Linked DNA regions of Anas platyrhynchos: region 2 is linked to region 1. The links are chromatin contacts, called in public Hi-C maps. All regions are on one chromosome and are shown on one strand. Each heading gives the region's core, a stretch centred on a gene start, on an enhancer-like site or on the middle of the called end of the contact. The rest is flanking DNA. Distances are from core to core; before and after follow the strand shown.

Region 1 (5,246 bases), core at 2,259-4,758:
TTTGTGGTAAATCTTGGGATGCCAGGAATCTGGCAATTTTGAAAGATTTAATGTTGTCTTTCATAAATGCACCTTCATGTGGTCTTTCCTCTAGTTGTCTGCTTTTTTTTTGTGCAAACAGCCAGTTGTGCAATGCGGCCTTTCAGGTAGGACCTCTTCTGGCAGGGCGAGACTGAGGACTCTCTGAGAAGTTATTTAAGCAGGCCCTGTGTTTGAGGCAGTCCTTTTGTGTGGTTCGGATGGTTCTGTACTGTTGCAGGAACATTGAATCAATTGTTTATATATAAATTATTGATTGGTTTTAAATTAATGAAACCAACACGAGAACAACACATGTTAAAAATGTCTAGGGTTCATCAACCACCATCTGTTACTTCAGTGAATTTGCTGGTGGGACATAAATAAGGCATTAGATGAACCTGAGTATCTTTTGGTAACAGCAAAAAAAAAAAAAAAAAAAAAAAAGAGCCGAAGAAGATGACTGTAAACATGAAATAACAGCAACAGAATGGAGTGAGATAACACAAACAGCTCTAACTGCAGACATTAGTGCCATTGTAGATTTATGCCGCAGATAACAGAAGTACTTGAATAGCCCTATCCTGCCTCCAGCTTAGTCATCCCCACACATTTGCTGCTTAGCAGCTTACTTCCCTTGTGAGTACAGGGAGGGCTGGGGACTTGTGGCCAGTGCCTCGTCCTAACCTGTCTAATGCTGGCTCCTGGGTTAGGGTTCCTAACTGGGAGGATCTGCATGTCACTGGTCCTTTTCTTCATCTCCTGAGGGGAATCTGGTATGAATTCACTATGTGGCATGAGAAATGATTATCCTTTCATTAGTACCTTAAATTTCCTCTAGTTTTAGACTGACTTTAAATGGCGAATCTATCTAGGATGGGGAGGGACACCCTTGATAAAACGGTCAGTGGTTTAGAAGTTTGAGTTACGGGAAAGGTTTATGATGAAACAGCTCATGATCGATATGCGGTATGCTGACAACTACTGAGACTGTAAAAGGTGTTCATCATAACTGATAAGGCTCCAAAATGCTTTAAATACATGACCTGAACTGTCAACCAAATATCGAGTTCTTGGAAGAGGGGATCGGTACTTAAGAGATTTTATGCTATCTCAGTGGGACGCAGCAGAAAATAACTTGATGGAGTTCAAATGGTGATTGCTTGATGCTACTTAAGAACACATTTACCTTAGTGGTCTGCACAAACTCAGGTAATTATGTAGCACCTACCTGAGACTCATTGGTATTTCAGCTAGAAGAAATTATATTTCTTAATCTCTTGACTTCCTGTGGTTACTATTAAACACTTGCTGCAATCTACCTTAGTGATGGTTGTCTCCTTGGTGACTTACATGCATTTTCTGCATGTATTTGAAATAATTGATAATGCAAAGTGTTTTTTAAAACAAGCTAAGTTACAGTGATACTGAAAAATTAGCAAATCCTAAGACCTCTTTGTTCATTTTACTAAAGCTTATTCAACTCTATGATGTTCTGTATCCTGTGAGCTATGGGGTTCAATATGCTCCCAGCACAGAGCCTCCAGTGTGGCCAGTAGTTACTGGAAGTTATTTTTGTGCCTGTGGCCCTTGTGCTGTCAACTCTTCTCCGGGCAGTGCTGCTTGAATGGGAACACACTTTGTTACTGTTGAGTAAGTGGGTGAAGTACTGGGGAACCAGGCCACTTGCTGAAGTCCCAGTTCATAGATCCACCGCGTGTTAGGACAAGGGATGCCTTGCTGTTATCCAGATTACTTTATCTAGCCAGAGTTAAGTGTGATTTAGATTGTGAATACAGTGTTTAACCATAGTGCTCAGAGTAAGCAGTTTGCTTTCTTTAAAAAGTCATAGGTGTAGAAATAACTAACAAACCAACCCCCATGTTTAGTCTAGTTGCATTTACGCTAGGGGAGAAAGCTCTCAATTTGTGCATTAAGCGTCTTGGCTCTTTTCCCCATCTGAGAAGAGCTACTTAAGGACTTAGCCTTTGTTTTTCTCCTTTTTGGTGGGGTATCCTTATCTTTTACAGCCAATATTCTCTCTCAAGTCTTCTAGAGAGTTTATATCAGTTTAATCTCTCTTGCTGTCCCCCTGCTTCCACACCCTCTTCCTGAGTAGGAGAGAGTTTGGCCATCCTGTTAGTTAAAATAAAGCCTCTTTCCCTTTTACGTGTATGTAAAATGTTGCCGTATCTTCAGCATCAGTTCTTTTACTAGACTGCTAGTTTTTTTATCTAATTCTCTCCTCTCTTTGATGGATAATGCTGCTTGCTGCAGAGCACTTTCACTGAGGCAGTATTCTGTGTCTGTCTGCAGAGAAAACAGCATGCTGCAGTCATACAGCTTATTACTGCCTCTTGAGAGACCAGACACTCGCTACCACTCAGCGGTAGCACATTGCCAACCTTTTCCTATTTGTAGCTTCCTAATGTTTCTCTTTTTAAAAGCAAATCTCCACTAAACTGTTTTTTCTGTCCTGCTCAGCCCTGTAACTAAGTGTATGTGAGTGACTGCTGTGTTAGCAGTGGCACCAGAAATTCAGACTTTGCTTGCTTTCAGCTGGAGATCTGTCAGTTCATCTTCTGGGAGAGGTTATTTCCTACCACTGTGGGGTTTTTCAGGAAAAGGTGCAAGGCAGTCTGGTCCTTAGTTAAGGTTTATCAGAAGTAGCAGCAGCAATGGCTTTACCGGCAGAAGGCACTAAAGAAGTTGCGAAGCTCCTGATCAGTTCTGCTTGATTCAGTGCAGGCAGGCCAAGGCTGTTTCCCCTGGTGACCTCTCTACACGTGATTTCATCTTCTATTGCTTCTTGCTTATGGTCATCTTGTGGGGGGTCATATTGCAAATAAAGTGACTCAAAATACACAGGAGGGAAATCATTCACATTGCATGTGATCCTAGATATACCTCTTGGGTGCAAACAGGAAGCTAAAATTAGTGTGTGCTGTAAATTTTTTGCTTTGTGCCCAATGTCTGTGTCTTCAGAAAGCTCATGAAGTATAACTTGGGCATGTGCTTCATGAGGACTCACACCTCATTTGCCAGGCAAAAGGGCTGCTGAAAATTCCTTGTAAGAAAAGAAGTAGTTGGCTAATTGTTCATAAACTTTTTTCTTACCCCACAAGAAACACAATGCTGCTTAAAAACTACCTTACAGAGTGGAAAGATAGAAGTGTAATGGCCTTTTTCATTTTCACTACTTTGTTTATGAAAGACTTAGTCACTGTTTAAATATTTAATGTCACCCACTATTGTACTGTATTTAGACTGGGTCCTTACAACCAAATGGATTTTTTGTTACAATTCATAGGATTCCATTTTATCCATCCAGCCTGAATGTTGTTGGAACTGCTAAGGGTTCACAGATTGCTGGAAAAAATCTTGAGCATAGCGTAATGCATGTGCAAGTGACATGTAGCAAGGAAGGCATGGTCCCTGCACTGGGATCCAGGAGGAAGGGCAAAAATGGCACAGAAAAAGAACAACAAACATTAGAACTTGCCCTGCTTGGCCAGTGGTATGTTTAACTCTTCCTTATCTAGGGGCTCTTTCATACAGCGTACGTGCTATCTAAAAAGAATTTCTGAGACCTTTGTGAGAGGTTTTTCTGTCCTCTGCTATAAAGCAGGGGTTGAGATTAACCTTCTGTAGCAGTAGAAGTCTGCAATTGGAAACAGACCCATTCAGTAAACAAACTCCCACCCCTCCCTCTCTTTTTTTTTTTTTTTCTTTTTTGGGGCTGGGGGTGGTGTATGTGTTCTCCTTTCTAGCAAAGGAAACCTCATTGATCCCCAGTGTCATTTCAGCAGCTGGATTAGTTCCACAGGGTTTCGTCTCAGTCAATCAGCATTTTAGACTCAGTGAAACTCTGCTGACAGCCACAAAATGTATGTCTCTTCCTCTGCCTGCAAACCACGATGTCATTCAGCCCAGTACTTGGCCAGTGTTGGATTGCTTGTTTCCTTCATTGTTTGTGCAACTTTTCCATTATAACTCCTGTCACTGGTGAGGTCAGATGACAATGATGACTTTCTTGGCATAACTTCTTTTTCCCCTCATATCCTTAGAAAAAATAATCCCATAGTAGCACTTAATTCAGTTTCAGAATTGCCTTATTTGTCCTATTGGGTTGATGACTTGCACTCCTCATCCAGCTACTGTGACCACAGCCCTGTGAATGCCACAGGGTAAGCAACCTGAGCACTCAGATGCTCACATAAAGTACGCTGAGTACATGTTGAATGAATGCCAATCTGCAAAAATGACATGAGCTGAAATTGTTTCAGATTTGTAAATAGTTGCACCTTAATTATGATTTTTAAAATGTCAGACCTTAATATGAAAACGTAATTCATGAAATCATAGAAAACTAGGGCTCTGGAGCAGTCTGTGCAGCAGCTTTGAAGGCACTTGTTCAAATGTCAAAAGACTGGAAAAATCTCTTCTTACATCATACTCACAGAATTTCCTACTTGAAAAGTGACATACTTCTAGAAGTTTGTCTTGTCTTTTTCCAACACATTGTGAGAGAAACTTGGCTGACAAAACCACCGAGGAGCTCATGAAATATTTACAAACAGATCCCTTTATTGCAGCGAGGAAAAACTTTTGATACATGTAAGAAAACTGGAATAACAGCTGTAATGTTGTATGTTTCTTGCAGTGTGGCTGCCAGCTTGGTAGACAGAATCAATCGTGTTTTGTATGAAGCTATATTAAATTTAGGAAGGGTACCTTCACCCTTCATGTCTTGTCCTGAAGAATGCTCAATACCAGATTAAACCCTCAAAGCAGATGGTGATGTTGATGCCAGTGCCATGGTAGCTTCACTCTTGCTGCTTGCACAAGAGTCAGAATGTGGAGGAACTTTCCAAGTCACCACTTGCTCACTTCTCATTCCACTGACGCAAGAACTTCTAAAAGTATATCGCTCCCATTCCCTCCTGCTTATTTCAGGTGATACCACTGATTGTCCAGTGCTGTGTGCCCAAACAATATTTTCTTGAATGTCCGAGTCCCCTTTAGATGCAGAAGACTGTAGTCTATCACTTTTCTTTGAAAATGTTGACACGTTGATCAAAAAGCACAAGCTGGCAGTAGCTTTTTTCTTCTGTTAGGTTAGGAAGGAGTTTGAATGGGTGGGAGGATGGAACTGCATTGATAATGGAACAAAACTCCAGTCTGATCATTGGGGGTGGGGGGGGGACAGACACCCACCATCCCACAGC
Region 2 (5,292 bases), core at 1,213-3,712, 45 kb after region 1:
GAAAGTTAAATGTAGAATTTTAAAATTAAATATGTTGTAACAACCTACTTCCCCTTCCTGAAGCACGGTACTATTTTCAGTCATTTGATTATCTGATGTAGGAAAGAAAAGCATGCACACCAGAGAAGCATCCTCCTTCCTCTTTTGCTAATAGCTCATTGAGTAGACTGACTTAAAACCTTAAAATAGTATAGATCTCTGCAATTCTGAAAAATAAAAATAATGAGGTACGAAAGCAACAAGTGTTAACAAACTACTAGACATAGTGGCACAAGTCCAGGTTTAACAGCATTTTAAAGGTCATCACAAAGACAAATAGGTCCTGAAGAGAACCAAAGCCAAAAATAGCAGTGCATTACTGGCCATGATACCATCTGGCCATTCAACGTACGGAACATCCTTCAAGGTTTAAGAACCTGGATTTTTCTGTTTCTGAAATCTCAAATTTCCATGCTCACTGCTTGCAGTCAAGCCTGACTATTTAGATGCTAATTTCAGGCATATTTTGAGGAGTGTTTCAGCTCAGAGTCCTGTCCCATTCTATGCTACCAACAGAAGACCAAATCACAACTAAAATAGTGTTAGACTAACATTACAACTTCACGCTGTGCAGAATTACTGGCCACATCTAACTAGCCATCACCATACACAACCCATCTTCAGTTAGCGCTACACTAACAAGAAATCGTGCTATTTCTGAACCTCCAATTCCCAGTGCCAAATTACGCTATGGACAGCTTTTCAGATGAGCATTTCCAGGAAAACCCATGTAACTTGAAAAAAAACAAAACAAAAAAACTAATTCTACTTGGAAAAATAATTCAATAGTACCCTTCCTCATCTTAGTAACCACAACAACACAAGAAGCAGACAACCATGTCATTACTGATCCAGTATGCCATTTTCATTTTTTCCATGTTAATATGTAAATAATAATTGTATTGATTAAGTGTTCAAACATCTATTAGATGCATGTGGATGGGTTTTACTATCTATTTTGGGGGGGGTTCTAAGAGCTGATTACATGGCTCACACAGGCTGAGACTTACCTTCTGCATTTATTTGCAGGTTGTTGTCACCAACAATTAGAACTAGGATTAGAATCTGCCTTCTGGTGATGTATGAATAAAGGGAAGGACTTGAGACAAAGAAAAAAAAAAGCACACATAAGAACTGAAAAAATGGAAGGTGGGAAGAAGGGAAGGGTCATAAGACACAGAAAAAACAGTCTGTATACCATTCTCTATATCCTTCCTCAACCATAGGACTGCTGACCAGTCCATAGGTTGCATGATGATTGCATGATTCTCCCGTTGCAGCAGAATCAAGTACTGTGCAAATTTGGCTTATGGCAGAGATGAACAGCTCCTACCCTTGAGCCCATTGAAGTATGGCAAGAAGACTTATGGTACAGGCAAACTCCTAATAGGTACCCTTGCCCCAATTTTCTGTGGTAACTCACCACAGGACAGATATCCTCCTTGCGTGCAGAACAAGGAGCTCTTAGCTCCACTGCCCCTCAGTAAATCTCACTGCAAGGTTATCAAGAAGACTATCGTGGAGATCACCTTCCTCAACAGCAACAGGACATAAGGTTAATATATTTGTTGTGCACAACAGCTTGTGGAATTTCCTACTAGAAGATAGCATCGAATTTAAAATACTTAAGAGAACTCAGCAAATTGCAGAAGCTGATGTGAATTGCAGGAACACAACATACAATTATTTTTTAAATGAAACAAGTCATTTTAGATCAGGAAGCTAAAATACAAAAGCAAGAAACTATCCATGAGAGATCCTTATTGTGTTCCTGCCTGCTCTAAAATGCTTAAAAACCATTATCCGAGTGAAGTCTCATGAAAAACCTTAACCCTTTTAGAAAACAGTTAAATCTCACTCCAGCAAATTGTAAATGCAAACGTTATTTAATTATGTACAATTTGACCTGGCACAAGGGTGAGAAATTCAAGGAATTACAAACTTTCATTTAAGAGTTAGATGAAACGTAACAGCTATTTATTTAAAAGGCTTCTTAGATGGGTAGAATAAGTACTTTAACCTACTGAATTAGGTAGACAGTTCTCAGAGGCCTTCTCTGTCTCCTGACTACGCAACACAAGATTTCCCCACAGTTTGGATGAGAGAATTTCAAAACGTTACCCTTCCCATTGCTTACCATGCTGCCAAGTTATTTATTCCTTCCCTGTGACAAATGTCAGCCTTATCTTGCAATTTTTCTTAACAGGTAAAATAAGTAGTGCCAGATGACACGGATTAGCTGGAACACACTCCTAAGCAAGCACAGATTAAAATGACAGTTATCTGCTATTTTGAATGTTTTGCCATTGAAAAAACGAAAACAGTAGAATTTCAGCACACAATTCGCTTCCTTGAAGTCAATGGACTTACAAAACAAAACATGATGCTCAACTCATTTCATTTCCTCACATTTGGAAATAAGCTGATTAAATGTACTCACAGCAGATGATGCCAAATTTGTCAGAAGCTTAGTCTCCTAGCAACAGGTACAGTACAGTATTAGTAATAGATTAATGACATACGCTAATAGATTAATGGCTTGAAGCCATGTACTATCTTTATTTTAAATAACACATCAACTGCACGTGCAGAACTACAGAGGTTCCACAGTTTGGAAATTAAATGTTCTCCCTATAAAATACTGTGCAAAAGCAACAAAAACTCTGTAGCAAGGAAAAGCACATAGGCCTTGAGGCACGCACATCCTTTCTTGTCTCTGACACTGGTTAACTTACAGGCACAAGGAAACACCGAGTACTTTTTTTTTTTTTTTTTTTTTTGCAATGATCACCCACATGGACAGAACTGAATGTTGTAAAGCCAAGAGCACCAAACAGAAAGAAGTTAAGTCAGATACAAATAGCAATGCGTATTGTGAAGTGCATTTGTGTAATAACCTTCTGGAAGTGCTGGAAAAGCTTGCATCTTTATATTTAAATTGAGTAATTTATGTCTACTCACAGCTATTTAATGTTTACTTTCCACCAAACTTGGTCCTCAGCATACTGTTTTTACCAGCAGCAAATAAAAAGTTAATTCAAATCCTTGTTTTGTTTCATAACAACTTCCTCTCCCAACAAGCACAATAATTAATTTCTAATCCAGCTGGAAGAGACGAAATTGCAAAATAGAATATTGATTTGCATTCGTAGTCATTTTAATTGAGAGACGTAGCACCATGCATGTGTTTAAGCACGACACTGTGAAACAAACAAATACTACGCCCATTTTTAAAACAGCATTCTTGTAATAGCAAGGTATTTCACAATTCTAATTAGAATAAAGATCTTTGAAAATAATAAGTCACATAGAATACAGATCTGTGTTTTTTCTTTCTAATTTACATCTACCACTACAATTTAAAAGCATCTGGTTTTGCAAGCAAAAGGAAGCCTAGATATATTTGTCAAGTTTTATAACCATCAGCAAAATAAGTTCCTTTAAAACAAATATTAGTGCAAGATGTAAAAACCCAGGTGGAAAAAAAAAATAGTTCCCAAATGCTCAGCAGAGACTTATTTTGGCAGCTAAAATCTCCCAAGATTCTATCCTCATTAATGATGTGTTAAATTCCAGTGCCAGCACCTTGGCATGTGAAAATTGTATCTACTTGTTCTCCAGCAACTAAACACAATGCTCCACATGAAGAAATTTGCCCTGGCAACTACTTTCAGATTCCAGCCTAGCTCAGGCATCCTCACTTTTCTCTAGTATGCAGCACAGACTTACTTCCCTGCTGTGTATTCAATCATTGCCTCTACTGTGCTAAGAAATCTAGCAGGTCTGACAACAGAAGGTTTGAGCTGGTTGCACCGTGGCGTTGTCACCAGGAGAACACTGAGAAACTCTGTAGGGAACATGAGAGCTGGAAGAAGAGCTTAGATTAAGAATGAAAATGGAAGGATGATGAAAACTATTCAAGGAAGAAGAGATGTGATGAAGAGATCCAGCCTTTTTTTCGAGGGAGGGAAAGGAAAGATACAGACAAAAAAAGAGTCCTAAGAAGAAAACAGGAGGAATGAAAAAAATCAAGGTAAGGTATCAGAGCAGAAACAGAGTTGGATAAATAGCCTGAAGAATGCGACTAGGTGTCAGGTTAGGAGAAGAAATTTTTTAGTTGAAGAGCTTAGAAAGATTGCTTAGACAAGGAGAAAGGAACAGACAGTCCAATACATTTAAATTCTGCTGGTACATCTTTACTTATGCATGTGTAACTTCAGAGCTCTTCCAAAACTGATGTAATTACAAAGCATGACAGAATTTGCTTTCCAGTGAGGAATAAAAAAGTATAAGGAGAAAGAGTGATAATATAGTTTGAGCTAACAAACTATAGTATGAGTAGAAGAAACAATAGGGACTGATTATGCCAACTCTATTACCACTTTTGAGTCTGGTTTTAAATACTAACAAGTTACTTAAACTATTGGAATGGGACTAATATAACAAATACATTTTTAATTCCTCGATTGCTCTTGTAAAACACTAAGGACTGAAACCATGACTGCCATTTTCCTGTAAAAGAACAGGAAGTATCCTGGGTTTGGGAGAAGAAACAGACCTGTGGTAACCTTAAGGTAATTAGATTAATTCTCCCCCCCCCCCCCATTTATCCTTTATAGCTGTTGTTTCTTTTGACAGATAAGGTGAATAAGTGAAGAGACATTGCTTTCAGCCAAGGATGTGGCAAACTCACAAATCAAGGAATCTTAACAAACCCCATGATTCCCCAGCACAATCTTCCTTGTGTCCAGTGAGAAAGAGGGCAGTTCTGTTGCTATCTGGCACCATAGGTACTAAAGGAGACATAAGTGACTACCAGTAAACTAATCCAGAAGCCGACCTAGCATAGGGTAGGAGATGTGTGCACACCTTGTCTCAGAGGGGAGCACAACACAACTTGTGTACACAGTTATTTATACCCACAACACCAAAGCCACACTTCTTTCTCTTCAAAGGAGATTATGATGGCAAAGCTTTCACATTAAAGCCAAACCTAATTTACCAGGACCTTACATCCGTCCCTGAGCTCAACAAGAATTGGATGGTGTTTGCCAAGTATTTATATGCTACGCTTTAGATGTCTTTAGTACTTTAAATGTTTAGCGTGAACAAAGGAACCCAGTCAAAGCAACTGTTAATGACCAGTACCACGTATCAAAAGTTTGTGTACCACCACCCTCTGTTAGTCAGAGGGGAACCGTTGCCTGCATTACTACTGCATTTAGATCAGTTTCAGTACTGAACAAAACTGTT

Evidence for each region. Hi-C and Micro-C count contacts between places; a contact is called where the count stands out from the background.
Region 2: a Hi-C map of skeletal muscle shows a contact between it and region 1, with 2.0 times the contacts expected there. The contact joins two enhancer-like sites. A contact is called at or near these places in 2 of 8 Hi-C or Micro-C datasets (liver and skeletal muscle).

What each region holds. Positions count from the first base shown.
Region 1 is chr12:14,175,468-14,180,713 of IASCAAS_PekinDuck_T2T, forward strand. No RefSeq gene overlaps it. Among named protein-coding and RNA genes, the nearest start is that of ESRP2, 57 kb to the left of the region's middle. Within about 2 kb of position 3,509, at least 2 of the 8 cell types and tissues checked have an H3K27ac peak or open chromatin away from gene starts, as enhancers often do.
Region 2 is chr12:14,221,474-14,226,765 of IASCAAS_PekinDuck_T2T, forward strand. All of the region lies in intron 3 of NFATC3 (nuclear factor of activated T cells 3), which reads right to left. It overlaps LOC140003520 (a long non-coding RNA gene), which reads left to right. Exons shown (of 4, transcript XR_011812326.1): 4 at 1,069-3,085. Among named protein-coding and RNA genes, the nearest start is that of NFATC3, 27 kb to the right of the region's middle. Within about 2 kb of position 2,463, at least 1 of the 8 cell types and tissues checked has an H3K27ac peak or open chromatin away from gene starts, as enhancers often do.